Regions from separate parts of the Hordeum vulgare genome. Here region 1 is linked to region 2. A link is a contact called in public Hi-C data. All regions are on one chromosome and are shown on one strand. Each heading gives the region's core, a stretch centred on a gene start, on an enhancer-like site or on the middle of the called end of the contact. The rest is flanking DNA. Distances are from core to core; before and after follow the strand shown.

What was found. Hi-C and Micro-C count contacts between places; a contact is called where the count stands out from the background.
Region 1: a contact with region 2 is called in a Hi-C map of leaf, with 3 times the contacts expected there. The contact joins the promoter of LOC123442302 here to the promoter of LOC123442278 in region 2. A contact is called at or near these places in 3 of 6 Hi-C or Micro-C datasets (leaf and seedling) and 1 of 1 datasets of contacts at active chromatin or transcription factors (embryo).

Annotation. Positions count from the first base shown.
Region 1 is chr1H:423,835,520-423,842,647 of MorexV3_pseudomolecules_assembly, reverse strand. It overlaps LOC123442302 (cyclin-dependent kinase D-1), which reads left to right and starts at 1,712. Exons shown (of 7, transcript XM_045118323.1): 1 at 1,712-2,058; 2 at 2,548-2,846; 3 at 2,918-3,026; 4 at 4,042-4,167. The coding sequence starts at 1,939.
Region 2 is chr1H:423,601,938-423,609,553 of MorexV3_pseudomolecules_assembly, reverse strand. LOC123442278 (SNF2 domain-containing protein CLASSY 3-like) reads left to right here and starts at 3,566. Exons shown (of 5, transcript XR_006630462.1): 1 at 3,566-5,813; 2 at 6,730-6,885; 3 at 6,974-7,616.

The DNA of each region.
Region 1 (7,128 bases), core at 463-2,962, 230 kb before region 2:
CCACCTTTCATCTTCTTCTTATTTTCATTTTCCCGCGGTGTCCCCATTAGCTCAATGCTCCCATTATTTCCCCCATCAATTTTTTCCACCTTATCCGCTGTATTACCCGTGGGAACAATCGCTCCAGCACCCACCAGCGGGAACCCTTCGCTGCTATGATTCGCGGTAGCTCCCAAATCCTCTGCATATCGTTTCCCTAGGACATTTGTATCCATCACCACCACAACCTGCCTTCTGGTCTCATCCAGGCTCAGATTTCCTGCATTCTCAGTCATCAGGGCTTCCTTATCAGCACATCCTGGTTCATGCGTGGTAGCTGGCTGATTGTAGGCAGTGTTATACCGCCATTTTGCAGAATCATGCATACCCCGTCCTCTGCCTCTTCCAAAAGCGCCTGCTTAGTCATCCTCATCATCACCATCCCCTCTACCATTGGAGGGGCCAAAAGGCCGGGAATCTCTCCCTCGACCACCATTACTACGACCTCCTCCTCTTCCCCGTCTCGGAGCAAGAAGGAAATCCGCCCACTCAAATTTGGTTACATCATGCTCTCTTGTGCCGCACTCCTCACACCAATGCCCCATCAACCCACAAGCATGGCAGAAGGTGGGTAGCTTTTCAAATTTCATCAAGTATTTCTATGTGTTCTCCACCCTTTGTGATGCCAACCACTCGTGTGAGTTTTTTGTTCACATCCAATTTGACTCTGACGCGAATAAATTCGCCTGCAAAGCCATTAGGAAGAGTAACCTGAACCTCTTGAACCTCACCGATCCGTTGAGCTAGATTCCCTAGTGCCCTCTCACTTTTAAGCACACCATTAGGTAGTTTATGAATTTGGCACCAAGTCTCGAGCTTATCTAGCTTAACTTTCTCTGGGTTAGTGAATCCATCATATTCTGCCAGGATCACAACATGGCCTTTGAAGTCCCACCGCCCCTGGTGTATAGCCTTTTTTCCAATCTCCAAAACAGTTAAACTGAACCGAGAAAAGGTTTGCATCAATCCTTCTCCAAACCACCTTGAGGGCGGGATTCCAAGCAGCCCTCATCTCTGCAATAAACGCACTATGGCTGTAGTTTTTCATTGTGAGTAAGCGCCCCAGGGCTAACCACTTGGGTTTAATATCCTCGGCTTCAAGTTCTTCCTCCCAGATCAGATCATCAACCTCGTCATCTTGCAGTGTCAGCCTCTCCAGCAGGTTGCTTGTCGCTCCTACCCCTGCATCCTGCTTCCCTAGGTTTTCCTGCGACTCCGACATGATCGGGCCGATTGTGATAGCCAAGATTGGATAAACCCCTAAAACCCTAGCTACAGTCGCCGCACCTCTTGGACCAGAAGGACCCCCCGGGGGATCCTTTGGGGGGGGGGGGGGAGAGGGTAGGGAGATGAGCGGATGGTAAGGGGGACTGAACAACGAAGCAGGCTTCGTCGGAGAAAACTCACGACTGCGCCGCTGTCGGAGGACTGGAAAACCCTAGTCGTCCGGGACTATGTTGGGCAAGCACGCCTTGTAGTTGCTTCTTTGAGAAAAAACTGATAGTACTTGGTTCTGCCCTAGGTCTTTGGTCGCGGTTCAAACGGTCCGAAACAACGAACGAACACTCAGCAGCGAGCTGGCCCAGCTCACGCAATCAACAAACGGGCGTGGAGGAGCGGTCCAAGGCCAAGAAACAAAAAGGCAAACCCATTTACAAACGGAGTCCGGAACAAACACCTAGGCCGAAATAAAGTGCGAAAACACGGAATTTTCTTTTCTTCCTTTCCTCTTCCCCCCCGGCGCCGAACGGCAGGGCCGCACCTCGCCGCCCCCTCCCCCACCCGCCGCCCCTTCCCCCACCCGCCGCCCCTCCCGCAGCGCCCACCCCGTGCTCCCCGGGATCCCCTCGCCTGCGCCGCCCCCTCCGGAGGGGAGGCTGGCGGTGGGCCCCGCCCCACATGGCGACCGGCGGCGGCGGCGACGACGCGGGCGAGAAGCGCGTCACGGACCGCTACCTGAAGCGCGAGGTCCTCGGAGAGGGCACGTACGGAGTCGTCTTCAAGGCCATCGACACCAAGGTCGGTCCTTCCCTCCCCCTACCCCCGCTCCTAAACCCTCGCGGCGCGCTGATCTGCGCCCGCCCCTCGAGAATTAGGCCATATGCGCCCTTGGTCCGTCCGTCTGCTTTGTGTTGGATATAGGTTGTCGAGCGATTGAGCTTAGGGTTTATTGCTTTTGGCCGCGGCTGCTCTGTGAATTGGCCTAGCTGGATGTTCTTGGCTCGGCGTGAATCGGCTAGGGTTGTTTCTCAGCGGAGGCTAGAGGAGAAGGCAATTCACCTTGCCTCCTTCACTGTCAGCGTTGATTTGGTGCTTAATAGTCTTGCATCTCTGTGATAGTAGGGCTAGGGGTCTGAGGTGTTAAAATTTCATTCCAGAGGTGTTCAGTATTCCCAAGTTAACTCTTTCAGCTCTCTGGGTTTGAGTCTGATAGGTTGCTTTCTGCTTTTGATGATACTTCAGTCCATTTAAGCTAATGATTATGAATGCCATGGCTTTTATTTTCAGACTGGGGAGACTGTTGCGATCAAGAGAATCCGCTTAGGGAAGTACAAGGAAGGTGTCAACTTCACTGCATTGAGGGAAATCAAGCTGCTTAAGGAGCTGAAAGATCCTAATATTATAGAGCTAATTGATGCTTTCCCTTACAAGGGAAACTTGCACCTTGTATTTGAATTTATGGAAACAGACCTGGAAGCAGTCATTCGTGACAGGAACATTGTATTATCTCCAGCGGACATAAAATCTTATATTCAGATGATGCTGAAAGGTCTAGCCTTTTGCCATAAGAAATGGGTGTTGCACAGGTACCTACTATCTGGCTATTTTTATTTTTGAGAAAACAACATTCGAGTCTTTAACAGAAGCTGTGCTGCAGGGATATGAAACCAAATAATCTACTTATCGGTGCTGAAGGACAGCTCAAGCTTGGTGACTTTGGTCTTGCACGCATATTCGGGAGCCCAGAACGGAACTTTACCCACCAGGTTCTTGTTGATATATCTATTTAAATATGCGTTCAGTTAATTGTGTCCCAGACTCTCAGAAATCCCAGAAACTGGTTATAGAAATAAAAATGTAATCTGACAACTTTCTTCAAGTGGTATTATTACTTCTTATGCTGTATATGCCTCTAGGCTGTCTGTATAATGCTGGTTGATGCTTCTAATTTTCTTCGTATCCATTAAGAACATGATACATGCTTGCCAGTATTTATCAATCGTACAATTATTCACAGTAACAATATTAAGTTGGAGTACCATAGCACTTTGGTAGGTAGATAAATTTGTCTGTGGATTATATCTCCTCGTGGTAGCAATTGCCTGTTAAGTTTAAAAGATAAAATATCTTAAACCAGCTTGAAGTATTCTTGGTGCTGCTGACTATTCTAGGATGGAAAAGCTTTCTGGAGAGAACAAACATATACAATATTTTACGCTATTCTGAGGATATTTGCTTCCTATATGAGGTTTTGGATTGCTATTTGTTAATTCGTTGGTGATGTCAACAACAATCTTCTTCTGGGTTTCATCTCCATAAGAGTGGCTGAGTTTTGACGTTAGCTCGCCAAGCCTATCACAACCCTCCTCCTTTACCCAGGCTTGGGACCGTCGATGTTGGTGATGTCAACATAGGCGTGATGTAATGATAATAAGTGCTAAAAAATATCGATTCAACAAGGATGCTTCCTTCAAACTCGCCGATGCTGATTAGAAAAAGGACGTTAACTATTGTAAATGTTTTATGCTTGCTGTGGATTTTTGTTCTTGCAAGTTACATTAGATCCTCTCAGCATAGAAGTTACATCATATCTGGAAGAGCTCTTAGTCCATCACTTTTATTCAGTATAAACATTAAACATCACCTAGGCAAGTACCATCTCTAAGCTTATTTCATAGTGTGGTTTACTGCAATATGATTAATTTGTACTTTATCTTCCGTTTGATTTACATGCTCCTGATGGGCACTTGAAACTTGACTGTTTTTTTTCACCACATTTAGGTCTTTGCACGATGGTATCGAGCGCCGGAGTTACTGTTTGGCACTAAGCAGTATGGATCTGCCGTTGATGTTTGGGCTGCTGGTTGTATTTTTGCCGAGTTGCTGCTTAGACGACCATTTCTCCAGGTTTAGCAGCCTCTCAGTTTTCTCAATATGGTCAATATATTTATAATTTTAATCTAGGTCTGGTTAAGATATGTTATCTGTGACTCTTGAATGTAACATGTGTATGGCTAAGTACACTGTTCATTGATGATGTGATAACTGCATGGGTGAAACAGTTTTTACGTCACAACTCAAAACATCGTTTTGAAAGCTCGACTGGACTGTAAGTATGACTGGGAAAAACTTGAAATTGGTCTGCTCCTGTGGGGTTCTTGTGTTATCCCAGAAAGACCACTTTGAATCCGCTAATGGATTAACTGGACAAACTGCTTTCATGTATGACTTTATTTAATGTGAAAAAAATGTATGACTTAATTTAATGTAAAAAAATGTATGACTTAATTTCTTTTTGGAGGATTCAAACATTTGACTGTAGATTGTGTGAACAGGGAGCTAATTGCTCCTAGCCACAGCGTGCAAGCATTTATGCCTGATGTGTTAAAATTTAAAAGATCTGAAATATAGCAGTTATAAATAAAGGTTCAAATGAAGTAAGCTCGGTTCGTATTTTGGTACCTGTTTTCTTGTTCACACAAATATGTACAACTTCACATTATTGTTATTTTGGTAATCAGTGGGGCTGGTTTACATATAAATCTTTCTCTTGGCTAGGTCAACGGCTAGGTTCCTGGGATATGGTTGTGGTTGGTACTAGGCCTGCTTTACCAGATTTAGTTATTCCCTTGAATTGTGCTTTCTTTTTTGCCTGGAATTGGTGAAAGCAAAACCTAAAATGAACATGTTGAGTTTGGTTTCTCAAGCTTGACAGAAAAAAATGCATCACTTCTCTTCTTCGCCTTCCCAGTCTCTTGTGTATAAATGATGCCTTGTTGTTGTAGCCAACGTTGGCTACGGAGGTTGTAGGGGGGGGGGGGGGATACTTGCTGGGCGCGAGGGTCGTCACCGTTTAAGCGCCGCGTGGTACAGTAGAATGGTATTGGGGAAAGACAGGAGAATTAGAGGGGTAGAAGAGAAGCATAGGTAGGAACTGGATATTTCATTGCTTGCTTCATTACAAGGGAGATACATCCTTGTATAGACACTTTGTGTCTGTTACTGTTCACTGATCAGCAGTGTTCAAGAAAGCGTTTTTTAAGTGACGCTTAAGCGCCGAGCGATGGCAAACCGCTTTGCTTTTGCCTTAAGCGGTAGATTAAGTGGGGTTTCAAAATTGGCCAGAATTTGGCTGTTTTTTAACTACTTTTGCTTGTCTGCTTGCGCAATAATGGCAATATGCCATTTATCTTATTATTAGGCTCTGTTTGGGAACTATTTCCCTCATATTCTGTAAAAATTCTGGCCACATGATCTCTATTAGGCTATGACTGTTTTGAACTGAACTGCATTTTAGTTGTTATTTAGCTTGCCATGCGAACCTGATGTGTATTTGCTATGTTGTGAACTGTACTTTAGATGCTATTCAATTGCCCATGTGCCATGTTTACTACTTACCTGTGTATATTATTCAAAAATCTGTCAAATTCTAGCCAATTTGAAGAAAAAAAAACGCTTAAGGACTCTAAGCTGTGGCCTTCCGTTTCGCTTACACTTTCCGCATTTTTTGAACAATGCTGACCAGTAATTCAACACACCCTAGATAACTCTAGACTAGGCTGAGTCCATCTAAGAGACAACTGGGCTCACTCTTCTACTAGGACAATACACCCTGGATACTTCTCGATGAGGCTGGGTTCATCTAGGAGATAGCTGGACTCTTCCCACACTCTTCTAACAGGACACACACACACACACCCACACCCTCACCCTAGATACTTCTACACTAAGCTTAATAGACAACTGGACCCTAAGATGCCACAACACTTGTGTTTTTCCTCTGTATATGCAAAGTATTTTCTGGGCGAAGTATAGCTTAGAGCAGGGTACCTACTTGTTTTTCTTTTAACCGCAGAAAGATTTTCAGTGTACACTGTTCTGGGCACTTCTGGTTACCCAGTAGGATGCTTTTACCACTGAAAATTGAACTTCTACTTACTGGTTATCATTCTTGTATTATAAAACCTGTGGACTTGGTCTGAGGTAGAAATATTCCAAGGAATCTGTGTGGCTAGATAACATGAACGTTTAGTGTTGGTGATTGAGCATAACTATGTTTCAATCAAGTGAATGATCAAACATTTTTTATTAAGGCCAGTTGTAGCAGTCTGTTTTCATATCTTGCCGCAGACCCCCCTGAGTCATTGATATGATCTAATCTATCTTGTGTATTAGAATAGATCCATCTAGGCATGAAAAAAATATCAAAAGTTCATGGATGCGGTTCATTATTGTAGAGCGGTATACAAATTGGCAGTGTGTGGAAGGTGAGAATATAAGAACCGGTACCAGATATAAGTGAACTAGAAGTATGTATTTGCTGGTATTTTCTCAAAAACATTGTCTCACAAATGGTATCACATATGATGATTACTCATGCTTGGAGAAATAATGCTCTATAGTCTATACTCATCATTGTGGGCTTCACTTTTGCTTATAGTTATACATCAAGTTTTTACTAGCTTGCGGTGGTGTTGATGGTAGTTCATTTTAAGCCTTAGATCCTCATCAAATGCTTTATGATATATGTCCTGCTTTGAAGATTTCCATACGAGGAAAGCAATCTTACTGAGCCTTTGTACACCACTTTCCACCCTTTTGTGATTCTGAAGCTGCAATTCATCTAGAATGTTTGTTAGATTTATCTAGAAAGAAAATATTGTCCTACTTCCGACGGAAACTTTTTGTAGTGTAAGATTTCTCTCTGTAGGTTTATTTGGTCCTGTAAAATGTAGTAGACCTGTAAATATGGCAGTCCTGTCAAGTTTCTTAAGTACAATAAACCATTTAGGACAACACTCCCAGCTTTTCTAAGCATTGGTTTCTTAAATCCTTTAGGATGCTGCTTCTAACTAATGACCTTCTGTT
Region 2 (7,616 bases), core at 2,317-4,816:
TCTCAAATCAAATATGTTCATTCAAATGTCAGGAAATTCGTTAACAAAATATGTCCTATAGTACTTGATCATTGTCATCGTCGTTCATAGCAGCCATTCATGCAAAAATATTTTAGAAACCGAGCACTATATCAATTTGAAAATCAAACCTCCAATGCAATTTATTAGCTAGAAATTTAATTACATATGCAATTAATTAGGTCCATTTAAATAGGAATGAGAAAGAAGAAGATGAGGCGTCGATGACGACCACACTAATGTTGATGTGGTGTTGGTTGATGCTAATGAAACAGGTTAACGAATAGGCTATGAGTAGAAGATGTAGGGTAGGACGGGTAAGAGAAGAGCGATAATTATCCCTTCTAGCAATGAATGGTATGTGGGATGGAGGTGAAACTTATTGGTGTCTATACGAATACGTTTACGTTGCCACTCACTTCCAATGTCGGTGATGATAATTATTTGTTGTTGTCAATATTATGTGTTATTTTAACCCACTCTATTATATTGTTAACATGGAAAAGTTTATCGTTGTTGCAATGCACGGCAAAGATGAGGTGGACGTCCTTTGATTTTAAAGGAGGTGCCTACAATGAGAAATGTATCACTACGGTAAAAAACCGAGCGAGAGGGGGAGGTTCTGATAGAAAAAGGAAGGGTGCATCATCGGATGGTGGTTTTGTGTTGAACTCGGATGTTAGAGATAACAGGCCGCATAGCTCGGAGCAACGCATGGGCGTTCTGCTAGTGTAGAGACAGAGTGTGTGTTCGGAATGAGTTAGTCCACCACAAACCTGCATCTCCAATTTATGTTTCCCGCCGCTTTCTATCTAGCTGCGTCGCCTCGTTGAACTCCATTGCAGCAAATCCAAATGCTGACCACACAAAAGGGAAGTTCCTAGCTCAAGTTTGTTTCCCTCTGGCGGCACCCACATGTTATAGGAGGCGTCAAGAACATAGTCCTTGGTCTCCACGAGCGGATGGATGGGTGCAGCTCAACATAGATGGGTCTATTTTGAATTGTGTTGCAGGAACATGTATGATCCTTAGGGACCGACGTGGCAACATCATATTCAGCTCATGTATATATCTTTTTTCTTGTGATGACGTGCTTGAAACTTAGATTTCGGGCATTCAAGAGGGCCTCTTACTCGCTTTGCAATGGAGCAATCTACCTATTGTTGTTGAATCGGGCAGTTTAGAAGTAATGAAGATGATTCAAGGGGGAGATGCCAATAGATCTAAATATGTCTTTTTAATAAAGGAGATCAAAGATAGTTTGATCGAGCGTAATTCTTGTATTACTCATATTGCCCGTAGCAAAAACAATGCTAGTCACTTCCTGGCAAGTTTTGGACGATCACAATGCCAAACTGTTGTGTGGCTTGGTTTGGATCCGGATGCACTCCTTGGCATTGCGAGTCGTGATTGCAATCTTCGAGTGTTGAATAATACAAGTATTATCTCGCAAAAAAAGTAGTGTTTGTTCATTGTGTGTCCCCTTGATGCTTTATTTCGAACTAATAAAAATCATCTTATATAAAAAACACCTTGGAATAATGATTACGCACTTGTCCACTAAAAATAGGATCGGGCATTTTTAACTTGATTTGGTATTATGGATGTTAATATATTTTTATGTATTTGGTTAAAGTTTATAAAGTTTGACTTAAGACAAAGCTAATAGTCACAGTTTAGAAGACACAGTTAAATTTACGTGCATTTCTATAATAGATAAGGTATAGGGTGCATTGCATTTACTCCTAGCAGCTAATTAGTACTATGTTGTACTACTTCTATATGTATGTGTAATGTGAATGCTAGTTCTTAATCCATCTCACATTCAATCAATAACCACCTAGGTTATAGAGAATTTTCAATCACACGTTCTAAACCGTGAGGATTTAAAAATGCGTGAAGTAAATAAAATTGAAGCGAGTAGTAGTACGGATCATGGTTAATAGTATAGCCAGCTGCTGGCTATAAGGCTTTGCGATATCATCCATAACCCATTTTATAGCTAATATGTACAATGCTCCCTCCGTTCCTAAGGCCCTGGTTGGAACCACTCAGATTATATAATCCAGTTTTTATAATCTATTTTGTCTTCACACATGACAGATTATGGTGTAGATTATAAAAACTAGATAGACAGATTATTAAAAACTCATAATCTACTCTACCCCAGCTAAAATCAGATTATAAATTGCTAGTGACCCATTACCCTTGTAAAGTTGGATTTAATTACATTCCTACCACCGCCACCCTCCTCTTTAAAAAAAACAGAGGGCAGGCAAGCCATTATGCAATGTAAACCTGGATTACAGTTTATATAATCTGGCGTCCAAACATGTTCACCTCGATTATTTTTATAAACCAGATTATAATCTATCTTCATAATGCAGATTATCATAATCTATTGTGGTTCCAAACAGGGCCTAAATATAAGGTGTATTAGTTTTTCAAAAAGTCGACCGTTGTCTATGTTTGACCAACGTTATAGAAAAATATATAAATATTTACATTACCTAATATATATAATATAAAAGTATATTTCAGGGTGAATCTAGTGATAATGACTTCGTATACTAGATATTGATATTTCTGTGATAAAGTTTGAGAAGTTTGATTTTTTGAAAAAATAACACACGGAGGGAGTAATTGGTTAGAAATACTATTTTTTTATTATAAGGTTCATCTTTCATTCTTACAAAGTGTCTGAAAACACAGGCTAAAATTGACTCCTAACTAAGAATCCGGTTACTCAACTCTAATTGTGTTCGCTGTAAAACGCACAGTGGTTTTGGCCTTTACGCACCAATCCACTGCGAAATCATCGCGCTGGCCGTGTGCAGTAGATTAAATGCGCGCGGCCGTTAAGGATAGCCGGTAAAAGAGCGGCATGAATATAGCCAGCTCGAAAGTGAGCAGTAAATACATACAGGGCCAAATGGAAGCCCCGCAGTGGCCAGTGGTAACGGCTTTCACGCGTCCGTCGCTTCCGAAAGCGGCCGAAAGGCTGAGTGAGGGGGACGAGTGACGGTGGCACGGAACCCACGGCGGGATTCCCCTCTCTCCAGAGAGAGGAAAAGCCCGGAAAAGTGGCGACGACAAGGACGCACGCACGCGGCTGCAGGCCGGTTGCCGCACCCGATCCAGCCTCCTCGGACTCCGGCCCCGGCCCCGGCCGCCGTTTCGCGGGCTTTTCTTCTCTCCCCTCGTGGACCAGGGCCACCAAACCCCTCGCCCTGGCCCGCAAGTCAGCCGCGCTGGGCGTCGACATAAACCCCCCCCACCCCCACCCTCCGCCCGCTAACCGCGAGAGCGTCAGGTAGTAGTAGGACTAGTAGTACTACTACTACTACCATGCGTCTGCTGACTCCTCCCCCCACCTGACCTGACGACTCTCGCCTCCGCCGTTCCGGAAACAGACTCGCTCTCCCTTCCACGCCCCGCCCCGCATGGATCGCTCCGCTCGCCGCCGCGCCCGCGGCGGCGGAGGATCCCCGCCGGCGCCCTCCACGCGCGCGCGCCGCCGCGGCGCCGCCGAGGCGATCGTCATCGACCTCGATGCCGCCGACGACGGGGCGGCACCTGCGGCTGCTGCTGCCGCCGCTAGCAGGCGCTCCTCCTCCTCTTCGGCGGCGACGACGCCGGTGCCGCTGGTTGGGTCGGTGGCGACGCGGACCCGATCGAGGAGGCTGACGATGCAGCCGCCGGCGCCGGAGGAGGCGCCCAGGGCCAAGAGGAGGAGGAAGGGGACGACGGGCGCGGATGCCGACGGAGGCGGTGGGAGCAAGGGCGCCCGGCCTTCCAAGTCGGAAACGAGACCGAATCGTCGTGGGCGGCCCCCGCGCGCCTCGGGGAAGAGCAAGGAGGCAGAGGCGGAGGCGGAGGCGGATGCGCCCGCCTGTGGAGACTGGGTGGAGGTGCCTCGGTGTGACGGCGGTGGGCGGCGAGGTGATGATGCTTCCGGCGATGATAATGGCGAATCTCGCGCCGACGAGGCATGCGGCATTGGCCAGGGGAGCCACGAGCATCGCAGCGCCGCTAGTGGGGATCGAATCAATGAGCATCGTAGGAGTGGGGCGGTCAATGGTTCGAATTCCAGTCATCGTGGGAGTGAGGCGGTATCAGGCGATGCAGACAGAGGTCGGCTGGGTGCTGGTTTTCATGGGGACGAGGAGCATATGAACCAACAGGATACAGTGGACTGTGGAAACAGGGAGCTGCCGTCCGAGGGGGATGCCATGGGTGGGGAGGTCGCAGCATCTGAAGATGACTATGAAGATGACTATGACGACGAGATGTTGGAGGAAAGACTGGTTGCAGATCTGATCCGTACTTACAGTAATGGTGATAATTTGGAGGCAAGTAATGGTGCTTACGGTAATGGTGGTGATTTGGAGGAATCCGAGGATGAGATGGGATTCACTGATGATGGTGATGATGACGATTTTATGCATGATGCAGATGAATGTGGCATGTCTGAACCAATCAACGACGATGCTAAGGCGCCAATCAACGATGATGCTAAGGCGGGAGCGCAGGATCCGGTGGATCACAAGGTTGTTGCTGGTGAGGTTAGGTGCCATGAGGAGGACAAAGAAGAAGATGTTATCAAGGATGAGGTGGAGACAAAGCAAGAAGGAGCGACGGGCTTTAGTCAAGGGAAATCGCATATAGAAATTCTTGATTCCGACGAGGAAGTAAAAGTGCTCAATGATGCCAGTAAGGCCTCGAAGAGGAAACCGTTGCTGCGAAAAAAGGAACCTGTCGTGCCATGTGTTGCATGGAGGACTCGGTCATTATGGGGGCTTAAGCAAGATAGGATGTCGTACAATGCGTATTTTGAGGAGTTGTCCGATGAGCCAGAAGAGGAGGATGATTCAGAAGTGGAACTGGACGACGAGGATGGTGACAGTGACGACGATGACAATAGTGCCAGTCATGATTCAGAAGTGGAACTGGAAGAAGAGGAAGCAAAAATGAAAGCGAAAGAGGAAGAAGAGGCCGAAATGAGAAAACGCAAGAAAGAAATGGCCTCATCTTCGGTAAAAGTAAGGGCAGGGCATTTGCCTCTTTATATGAATAATAATAGAGGGAAGAGAATACAAAAAGCAACCCCAAACAGGTGCAACAACTCAAAGCCAGGGAGGAGGATACAAACCCACCACAGAACTGACTCATCTGATGATGAGATAGGTGATCATACTGTAGCAGATGGTTTCAAGTGGGAGGTTCACAAAAAACCAGGGATTCAACCACTGAACTTTGATAAAGATGGCAGCGAGGGTCCAGTGGGCAATGACATTACGCAGCATCAGAAGCAGTCATATTTTACTTGGGATCTTGAGAGGAGGAAAAGGCTGAAGCTTGAAACGACGACTAAGGAACGTCAATTGTTTGAGCGGCATTTGGATTCGGATTCTAGCCCATCCAGTTCGGATCAGAACAAAAGGCATGGTGATGATAGCAAAATTGGGAGGGAAAAGAAGCATTTGTCATCAAAATCTGGAAAATCTGCCAAGAAATCCAGTCGTTTAGGTGCAAAAACGCTAAAGCGGCAGTCACTTCTGAAGCTTCTGATGGATAAAATGTGTAGTGATAAAGATGGAGGATTCTCTCCTTTTGAGCAGCATCCTCAGTTCGACTATAATTTCAAGGATCCTCATCCATTGGTATTCTCATTTGGCACTGAAACTTCTACACCAGCTGACATACCAGAGCAAAGTGCCAAAGAAAATATGCTATGGGGTGACTTTGACTTTGCTTTAGAATCAGAGAATATTGGAACCTACTATGATGACGAGGTACGTTTGTATTGCAGCATGACAATTGTCTCTGACCTTGCAGATGCATGACTGTTATTCTTCTGTTTTCCTCCGTGTTGTTGATTTGATTATGGTAACCAATCCCTTATTTTTTTAAAGTAGGTGTTCAATTTTAAAATTTCTGCAGTTGTTTAACTAGACCTGGCTATAAGCTAATAACTGCACAGACTGAGCTGTATCGAGATGATATCCAATCTGAATATATAACATGATTAACTTCTGAAGACTCAGACTAGACCAGTTTAAGGAACATGGAGCTTATGATTCACGCTGATCAAGAAAAAAGAAGGGATTTCACCTAATGTGACGCTGACCCATCGCAGCTTCATCCCTGTATCCTCAGATAAAAGAACAGGACTAGTTTCATAATTTCAATGTTTACCAATATTTTAAGGGAACACGCTTTGAGAGTGATTATCTCTGCTTGGCATGATCAGCTAATGTTGACACAGACCATACTTTATGCTACTAACTGGTGGCGGAGCTTCCCTAGGGCCAAAGGGGGCCATCGCCTCCCTACTCTAGAAAATCCATCATGTGTATACACTTAATGTTGGGCTTAAGTATCAAATATTAGTCAAAATTGAAGCATAATTTGCATTCTTTACCCCCTCAACACTGCTTAGCCCCTTCAACAATCTCTGTCAAGATCCGCCACTGCTACTATAACAGATGTACCTCTGACCATTTGTTCCTTTTCCGTAGAAACTAAAGATTACTTAATGCTATCTGTGTATTACACTAGAAATGTTACATCTAGGAGAATCTGGCCAACTTCAATTATATAATGCACCATATTACTCCTCCTAGAATTTCTACTTGTCGCATGCTTATATTTACATCATCATCTTGTTGAGACAACTGGTTGAAATGATTAGCCTGTATTATATTGCAGCACCAAGGAGAGAGCAATGTGCTAGATCTTGGACTACCTTCTAAAACACCTTGTTCTAGAGGGAAGCATGAATTTATTATTGACGACCAAATAGGTATCAGATGCAAATACTGCTCCTTGGTAAATCTGGAAATCAGATTTGTTTTACCGTCAATGGTGAGCCATATTTTTTTTCCCTCGAAATATTAGCTCACTCCACAATACAAAGGTAAGTTTCATCAGTTAACTCATTCTTTCATTTCAGGTCTCAAATTACGCAGAAAAAACTCCTTGGCGAAATGGATCTTATTTGAAGGAAGCGTTGATGTATCATGATCTTTGTGAACAAGCTGGAAGTGTTGACGGGCAATCTCAAGATCTCCATCTATACGGAACAGTATGGGATCTCATCCCTGGTGTCATTACTAGTATGTATCAGCATCAACGCGAAGCATTTGAATTTATGTGGACAAATCTAGTCGGTGATATTAGGCTTGATGAGCTGAAGCATGGAGCTAAACCTGATGTTGTTGGAGGATGTGTGATCTGTCATGCCCCAGGGACAGGAAAGACACGTTTAGCTATTGTTTTTATCCAGACATATATGAAGGTATTTCCAGACTGCCGGCCAGTGATTATTGCACCTCGCGGGATGCTGTTTGCTTGGGAAGAGGAGTTCAAAAAATGGGACGTCAATGTTCCTTTCCATATAATGAACACTACAGATTATTCAGGGAAAGAAGACAGAGACATATGTAGGCTAATAAAGAAAGAGCATCGGACAGAGAAGTTGACGAGACTTGTAAAACTGCTTTCATGGAACAAGGGTCATGGTATTCTTGGAATAAGTTATGGTTTATATATGAAACTAACATCCGAAAAAAAATCTGGCTGCACTGAAGGGAGCA